Linked DNA regions of Hordeum vulgare: region 1 is linked to region 2. Evidence: chromatin contacts called from public Hi-C data. All regions are on one chromosome and are shown on one strand. The core of a region is the stretch at or near the end of the contact, and the rest is flanking DNA. Distances in the headings are between cores, read along the strand shown.

Evidence for each region. A called contact is a pair of places that touch in the nucleus more often than the background predicts.
Region 1: a Hi-C map of leaf shows a contact between it and region 2, with 4 times the contacts expected there. The contact joins the promoter of LOC123448864 here to the promoter of LOC123448863 in region 2. A contact is called at or near these places in 5 of 6 Hi-C or Micro-C datasets (leaf, seedling and an unstated tissue) and 1 of 1 datasets of contacts at active chromatin or transcription factors (embryo).

Annotation. Positions count from the first base shown.
Region 1 is chr4H:440,377,725-440,381,890 of MorexV3_pseudomolecules_assembly, forward strand. LOC123448864 (probable LL-diaminopimelate aminotransferase, chloroplastic) reads right to left here and starts at 1,585. Exons shown (of 10, transcript XM_045125893.1): 1 at 1,415-1,585; 2 at 1,245-1,330; 3 at 1,084-1,151; 4 at 870-986; 5 at 483-545. The coding sequence starts at 1,488.
Region 2 is chr4H:440,181,355-440,186,155 of MorexV3_pseudomolecules_assembly, forward strand. It overlaps LOC123448863 (programmed cell death protein 2), which reads left to right and starts at 1,941. Exons shown (of 13, transcript XM_045125891.1): 1 at 1,941-2,192; 2 at 2,486-2,798; 3 at 2,894-2,977; 4 at 3,086-3,219; 5 at 3,315-3,412; 6 at 3,759-3,809; 7 at 4,161-4,249; 8 at 4,510-4,603; 9 at 4,692-4,801. The coding sequence starts at 2,538. It overlaps LOC123448861, which reads right to left and starts at 1,801. Exons shown (of 12, transcript XM_045125888.1): 1 at 1,645-1,801; 2 at 1,415-1,555; 3 at 1,206-1,321; 4 at 838-992. The coding sequence starts at 1,740.

The sequences.
Region 1 (4,166 bases), core at 335-2,834, 200 kb after region 2:
ATGTTGCTAAACATACATGGATTAGCATAGCATCTGTCCTAGTTGAATAATTTGCTATCAGAATAGACCAATTTTACAAGCATATGCAAAAAATAGTTACACACACCTTAGCCTCTAATGATGTCTATCGATGGATTAACAGAAAAAGGCTGTGCGTTAGTAAACAAAAAGAGATGGCATCCTAGTTATGGCCATATGTGCACAGCCTCTTCCAACGTGAAACTTGGACCACTACCTTCCATAAGAATATGTTAATATTGTAAAATTGTGATGCTATGAAGATATTTTTCATTTTATTTCCGACCAATCTAATGATGGCATCTTTACATAAACAATCCAAATAATTTAACATATGTTCCAAGTAAAAATCAGATAAATTCAATTGCATTTCTAAATCAAAATCAGATAAGTTCAATTGCATTCTTCCTATGAGGTCATCCATTTAAGAATGGAGGTTATAGTGAAGTGAGAGGCCATATTACCTTTTCACCCTGTTCGGCTCCATAACCACTGTAGCCATCGACTGTGGATAAAGCGTGTGCCCTCTGCGTTTATATGTAGATCCGTCAAAGAACAGTATTGGGTCGCAAAAGAGAAATTACGCAACAGAATGAACATATGAACTTCCTTAGCCCACTCCAGCAAAGATGTGCACTGTATCGAATATCTGAGTGGCCATCCTTTACAGAGGAAAAACATAAACATGGGCATTGACATTTTGCCAAAAAAAATAAAACATGAACATGAGCCTTACATCTGCAAACATGTTCAAAGAAATGTGCTTTCGTGTGTGTGTTTTTACTTCCTGGGGTAACCAAAGTTAAAGTAACACAAGTAGCTATTTCTTGTTTTTAAGAACGATGAGATACCTCTGCCATGGCATTTGTTATGACCTCCGGAATGGGCTCAGTAGTGTCACCTATTCCCAGACTAATAATTTTGGCGTCAGGATGCTTCAGCAGATGAGCCGCCCTTCTTCTGGCAATCTGAATGGAAGTTGAGAGATTATCACTACCAAAACCCAAATCCTTAATATGGTAGTATCACCAAGAACAAAATCACAGTACACTAACGCAATGATACCTCGGGAAACAAATAGCCTGCTTGGAGCTTGGCTATGTTGGCATTCCTCGAAACCTTCGTCGTGTAAGCTTCACCATGAAAGCGTAATATTTCAGTACACCACTACTAGGTCGAAATTTGGATGTATTTGAGGCTAGAGTGCTGGAGAGAAGAAACAGTACATGCATCGGCGGCAGGAGAGCTGCTGGCGCAGCGTACATTAACGGGCAGCCTTCTCGTCGTCCGGAGGTGGCTCGACTTCGATGCCCTGCAAGCACGTCACCGGTTCGAGTGACTCGTCGAGCTACCGAGGAGCGCGGTGTGGTGCCGAGAGGGGGGAGGAGTGGGGTACCTGAGGGAGAAGGAAGGCGACGAGAGGAAGGACCGGGGGGTGGTCGTGGTGGACGGCGAGGCGGTAGTTGCCATCGTCGTCGTCGGCGGGCGTGGCGGCGGCGTGGGTCGATAGGTAGGGGAGAATCCGTCACCAGCTTAACCCTCCCGACGAGAGAGTGAAGACAGCACTCAGATAGGCAAGGCCGGGCCGGGCCGGTCGAGTCCACCAGATACCTTTGAAGGCCTGCTCCGGTTCGCTGCTCCGTGTTACCGTGAAACTTCCGCAGGTACAGAGAAGACAGATTAGCTAAACATTGATAATTTACTAAAAAAAAAGGGTAAACATTGATTAGATTTGTACAACAAATTATTGACATCACAATATCAAATCACACCATTAGAATCAAAATTACATATATGTACTTCCATGGTAGATAGATAGATAGATAGATAGATACTCTATTCATCACCCTGGATGCAGAATAAGTTATTCTTCATGCAAGGTAATCTTATGATTATTTTACAAATAAATTACATTTCTAATACAAATAGTTATATTTATATTGATTTACTACATACAAATTGACATATGAAAATAAAAATATATGTCATAAGAACAGAAAAATGCATTTTATGTATATTTTACACTATTTATGTTTATAGTTTTACATGACGTAAAATATTTTTTACGATGATTATATATATTTTTAAGGTATTTTTTTAAATCAAATAAAATAAAATTTACGAAACGTAAAATTACGATGTATTGATGTTAAAATAGAGGAGGATGAAAAATAAATATTCCTCATCCAGGATGATGAATAGTCAATCCATATATATTTGCAATCATGGAAGTTTATATATATACTCCCACCGTACAGAAATATAAGAGTGTTTAGATCACTAAAGTAGTGATCCAAACGCTCTTATATTTCCTTTGAGTGATCCAAACGTTCTTATATTTCTTTACGGAGGGAGTATTTTCTATAAATCTGGTCAACTTTACAAAATTTAACTTAGATCAAAGCTATTATGCAAAGTAAATAAAAATGAAGAAAGTACAAATACAAATAATGAAAAATAGCAGGGAGGGAATAGGCAGTGTTGACGTGCATGTTCACGCCGTCACACCCATGAGTAGAGGCAGGCACGCTCGCATACCGCACACACTATGCCTGCACACATAACACACTTATAGGCTGACTCCGCCATCGCATAGTTCAGTCCATGTGAGAGATGTGAGAGGGAGGAGAGAGATCACGAGTGGAGTCACCTAATCCGGCTAACCGTCGTCGTCCTTGATGCATCCTCCTACATCTAGAGAGGAAACGACTTGGGAGCTACGCCATGTGCGTCAAAAGGTCGCATGGACGTACAGAGTCAGTACATGGCCAACCCAACTAGAAGCAAGTCGGGGTGTACTGTAGTGGCTGACCCGGTTAATATACCAATCAATTGTTCATTTTTTTAACATTCGTAAAATATAAACTTGTTTTATGAAAGTAAATATTTTTGAAAATGGGAACATTTTTTTGAAAATCAGAATAATTTTTAGAATTTAAAACATTTTCCCAAAACATGACATTTAAAAAATATGAAACATTTTTAATGTTTCGAATATTTTTTGAAAACATATACAAATTTTGAAAATTCCCAAACATTTTTTTAATTATGAACAAGTTTTTTAGACGAGAACATTTTTTAAAAACAAACATTTTTTGAACTTTTGGAACATTTTATGAATTTGTAAATAATTTTTTAAAACAGGAACATTTTCCAAATTTGTAACAAATATTTGAAAACACGAACATATTAAAATCTGTATTATTTACGAAAATGAAAAATAAAAAATAAAACAACTCGAAGGAAACCAGTAAAAGAAAGCGCAGAAAAAATGGAAAACCAGAAAAAGCCATAACAGAACCTTCTTACGTTTGCTCGTTCCTCTCCGGTACTGGCCAACTTACATTTGGTCTTTCCTCTCCGGTGCGAATGCTCTACAGTTTGACACCGCATTGAAATATTAATTGTCTAATTCCAAAAATGTTCGTGTAATGCAAAACATGTTCATCGTGTATAAAAATATTTAGGCCTTGTTTGGTACTAGTGTTTTTGAGGAGATTGGTGGGAATAATTCTCAAGGGGTTGGGTGAAACTCCAACCTTCACTCAATCCCTTCAAATCCCTATTTATCCCCAATACACTAGGTAAGGGTAGTGTATTGGGTATTGAGAAAAATGCACTATAATTTGGGGATTTGTGAGAAATGCGGGGATGAAACATGTCAAATACACTAGAACCAAATGATGTTATGGGATGTGTGGGATTGAGCGGTTTGACCGGGATAATCCCCACAAATTCCCTAAAATACACTAGTACCAAACAAGGCCTCATGATGTATTTAAAGATGTTCCTCGTGTAATCCAAAAATGTTAATCATGTTTTATAAAATGTTCATCGTGTATATGTAGTAAATGCTTGTTGTTTATTTAAAAAGTTCATCATGTAATCCGAATTTGTTCATATTATATTAAAAATTATTCATCATGTAGTAGAAAATGTTGAATATGTATTTTTTAAAAAATCATTATCTATTAAAAATATTTCTAACGTAAAAAATGTCCATCATGTATTCATATTTATAAAGAAAACTTTTAGTTTTAAATAAAGAAGCAGATGAGAGAGAAAACTATAAAAAGGGCAAGAAAAAAAACTAAAAATTAATTAAATGAAGTTGAAAAAAAAAACTGAAAAAGAGATTTAAAAACAGG
Region 2 (4,801 bases), core at 691-3,190:
CATGAAAAAAATGGGTTTTGTACATTTGCTTTCGCTTTAAAACTTGAAAGAGCAATTTGAGTTGGTGGTGTGCTTTAAAATTGCATATTATTGTTGGATGGTTTCTCCATAGTCGTTCTTTGTTCCATTTTTTTTTGAACTTCCAGCATAAGAACCATCACTAGAATTTCATTTGCATTGGTCGAGACGTGCATGTTTACTAGTAATATACATACAGATGAATATTATATACTACCAAGCCCTTAGCTCAAAGGATATACTCCCTCTATGCCTAAATAATTGTAGTTGGGGAGAATTAGATTAGTTCTCCCCAACTACAATTATTTAGGTAGAGAGGGAGTATAATGTTAAAAATAGCATATACATTTGCACATATATTGTATTAAGAAATGGATAAAGTTCTGATTTCACGAAAAAAGGAATATATACAAGTAAGCATTTTTCAGAACAGTGGGATTTTCTTTAATGGATCCATGTGTGTGGTAGATAATAGGTGTGTTACAGTTTGAAAAGCAAACTGTGAAGATTAATTAGAGATTCTATAGGCTGTGACTCGGCCAACACCATGAGGGCGCCAACATGATAACACGTATAAAAGATGGTCAAAGAATTTTATCTATTTGTTAATATAATATAAAGGTCACTGCGATCGTCAACTATTTACTATTGTAAGGGTCAGTCAGAGCAGTTAAACTATGTCGAGAATTGACTGAAGGAGAAATCATAACACAGATGCAAAAAACATCCATAGTGCAGATGAAATGGCGAGACATGGACGATTTAGCAACATAGAGAGTAGTGAAACACTGAAAATAGATATAAATCAAGAAGAGATACCTGATGATACCGCCATGGCGGATACTGCCTTGGAGGAAGATCTAAATTTCCCTGCAACAGATCCATCTGAGGCATCAATCTTACAGACCATGCCATCGGCGCCTGCTGTGTACACACTACGCCCATGCCTCGAGTATGCTACAGCTGTCACACCCCTGAAGAAATACAAAAGCACACCAACATAAGTGAACACATGTGAGCTCGAGCTCTGCAAGATTAACCCTAACAGGAAATAGCAAACAAAGCCAAGATTACAGCTGTGGCTATGTGCTTCATGTGAAAAAGATTTTCGTAATTGGCATGGTATTATGAGCATTTCGTACTAAGAAGATGTTGTTTCCACAAATGCACTGAACCACCAGCCATACCCAGGATGACAATCGCTGATCCTCCACTTCCACTGGCCCGCAGCAACGTCGAGCGCAAGGACATCCCCACTGCCCGTCCCAAGCACGAGCAGCAAGCTCCCAGCCTTCCGCTTCCTCTGCTAGGCAAAAACACAAGCAATGACGCATGCGCACACACAGGGGCACAGCGGCAGATAGCAACAGCTCGAAAAATGGGGGTGATTCCTCACCTTGAAGGAGAGCTGCACCCACTTCATGCAGGTGTAGTCGAGGGCGAGGTGGCCGCGCTTCGTCTCGGGGAGCGCCCCGACCTCCACCGCGGGGAGGTCGGCGAACTCGGTCTGCAAGTGGCCGCGCACGGCGTCCCATACCTGCGACAGGGGCAAACACCATCGGGTTAACGAGGAAGCGGCAACACGAGCCGCTCCGTCGTGTGGATGGGCAGCGTTTGATTCCGCACCTTGATGCGGCCGTCGCCGGACGAGAGGGCGAGGAAGTCGGAGGAGTGGCTGAAGCAGGTGAGGAGGTCGCGAATCGGCGCGGGGGCGGGCGCCATGACCCGCGCTGGGCGGCGGTGGCGGCGGGGGGTGGGGAGGGAGAAGAAGGGTTTATGCGGCGGCGCGGCAGGGGGGGAGGGTTTTGAGGGAGCTCCCGTCCGAGCGAGTGGTTGGACCCTATATCTATCTCGGTCGGTTTCGCTTTATGTGGCGCTTCGGACGCGGCTGAGCCGGACCAGGAGGACGGGCTAGGGTTTTCCTTTCTGCCCAACAGAAACAGCAAACCGTTTCGCTATTTCTTTGCCCCGCCGCCATCCCCCCTGGCTCGAGCTCCCACGCGACCTCGACGGCTGCTGCTGCTCGCCGCCCACGCCGTCCAGAAGCTGCTCGCCGCCCTCGACTGAGAACTGAACCACGCCGACGCCTCTGCCCGTGGGTACTGCTGGACTTCGACCGCGTCGCCACGCCTGCACCGACTCGCTGCCGGCCTGCCGCGACCTTCAGCGGCCAAGTATGATTATCTTTTCCTGTTTTTTTTTTCGTTCAGCGTAGTATTCTTCACGGCCATGTGCAGCGAATTTAGAAATGATTCTCATCTGCTGCTGAATTGGAAGTAGAGTATGGCGTGTGAAGGGGCAAATGCATATGCCTTTCTCAATTTTGAGTATGTTAGACAGACGCTAGTGGTATTTTGTCATGTAAACTGAACTGGCTGCACTTTGGTTTCCACTGGTTGTCTAGTTGTATGTTGAAACCTTTGATTTTTGACTTGTGGTATTTTGGCCATTTTCCCAACCCTGTCAGAAAAGCCGCACGAATCCCCCCTCATCCATCTCTTTCCGCCGCAGCTGAGTTGATGGAACCCAACGCCGACAAGCTACGTGGTCTTCGCATCACCTCCCTGGATGATGAAGACGATGATGAGACAGAACTGCCCAACCAACCTCTGCCCGCCTCCACCATGGACGTGGCTGCGGCCGCCTCGGGCTATGATGACGATGACGAGGACGAGGACGAAGATGAAGAAGCAGAAGTCATGCTTGGTTTCCTGGAGAAGCCGAAGCATCCAGGCCTCCTCCTCCGCCACCTCTTTCCCAGCAAGGCCGGAGGCATCCCGGTCCGTGCAATAACGCCATCATATTAAGTGGCGCACTTTGATTTTTATGCGATTGGAGCAGGTACTAATGTGAGGTGTTTGTGTATTTTGTCCAGGCATGGTTGGATCCCGTGAACTTGCCCTCGGGGAACTCCAGATGCTGTGGCTTCTGCGGCGAGCCCCTGCACTTCGTCCTCCAGGTGCTTGCTTTGTGCCTAGAAGCAATTGTACCCGTTGTTTTCTTTCGAGAACTTGTACCAGTTAATTCGATGAAAACTTCATCTCAAACTGGGTTTCAATCTCTGTAGATTTATGCTCCGATTGAGAGCAATGCAGCAGCATTCCACCGCACTCTGTTCATGTTCATGTGCCCGTCGATGGCGTGCTTGCACCGAGACCAGCACGAACAGTGGACACGTAACCAAGGCAATCCTCGTAGAAGGTGAAGCCAGTCCCGTGGCTGCTGTGTTGGCTTTTAAACTTTCGAGTAGAGACTGAAAATATTTTGCTGATCCTGACTGCCTCGTTGGATTGCAGTGTGAGGGTTTTCCGGTGCCAGCTGCCTCGTACCAACGCGTTCTACTCAAGTGAACCTCCAAGTCACAATAACTCCGACAAGCCACTATGTGCCGGAGGTAGTTTTCCTTTTTGTTCAGTTGCATGGCATCTTAGACTTACTGTGCCTAATAAGTTTGGTATGCTATTAGTGCCACATTTCCTGCATTACATAGCAATTAGCTAGTTATCCTAGAGGAAAAGGTGCTTATGTGCAGCACATCTCTTTCACTCTATCTAGCTATTGCATAAATATTTTCTTCATTTAGCACTTATGAATTCCTAGATCATATCTTCAATATGCTAAAACCTTGGAAGTTATCATCTTCATTTGTTGATGTTGGTTGCTCCACACAGCGGCACCTTGCTTCTAATGTCTTCCTTAGGAAACATATATAATCTTTTGCTTTCTGTTTTTTTTCCCAGAAAAGCTTCGTACTGTCAATGTGCTGACTGCTGAGACTAAATTTGATGGGGGTTTGTAAGATGCTGATTAATTTTGTGGGACATTTCTTTCGACGGCTTAAAAAAAAGCCTCCTTCCCAGCTTTCCTCATAAGCCGCTTCTCTTATTCATTGGGGCTTCTAAACTAGTTATGGGATAACTAATTTAGAAGTCCCAGCAAATTTAGGCGGCTTATCTTTTAAGCTGGGAAGAGGCGGCTTAATTTTTAAGCCGCCCAAAAGAACTGGCCCTGTATATTGAAGCGCTTACATTCATAGGCAACAATGGCCTTCTTCTGTCAGTCAAACTGATTATGTTAATAGATGGCCATATTCCAAGCAAATTATATTGATTTCCTTCGTTTACTTGACTGTGAGTTGCCAGCTGCTCTCTGTCATTGGTGTGGTACATGGAAAGGGGATAAAATATGTGGTAGCTGCAAGAAATCACGTTACTGTTCTGAGAAACATCAGGTATATATTCCCATGTCATTTAAGCATCGTAGAGATCTCTTGGGTATCTCATGTTTGTGTTAAATCTACCCCTTTGTCATGTCCATATGTACAGCCTTTGTTTTGATCCTTGCCAATTTTTGGACACACACATGCCCCTTTGCCCACCTCCAATACAATAAAGCATTGGCTGGCTTGGACACCAATCAAACAGACCCTACATATCCCTTTGGCAGCCAGGTCCTACTTTGGATGAACAAATTTTCATGACTCTTTCTCAGGCACTGCACTGGCGCTCTGGTCATAAAATTGATTGCCTACAGATAATCAATTCTTCTGAAGCTTCAAGTTCTGTGCTGCCAGCTGTAGGAAAAGGTAATCATGTTTGAAGGCTAATAATACTATTAAGGTCGTAATTGTTGAATTGTGTCTTTATCCTCTTACAGTTCCTCTCTATTTGCAGTTCCTGCTAGGAGTTCTTGGCCGGAATATCAGATAGCAATTGACGATGAAGTTGATTTGGATTCTGATAGTTGTGATGAAAACAGCTCAAAGTCCTTGGTGATCCAAAAG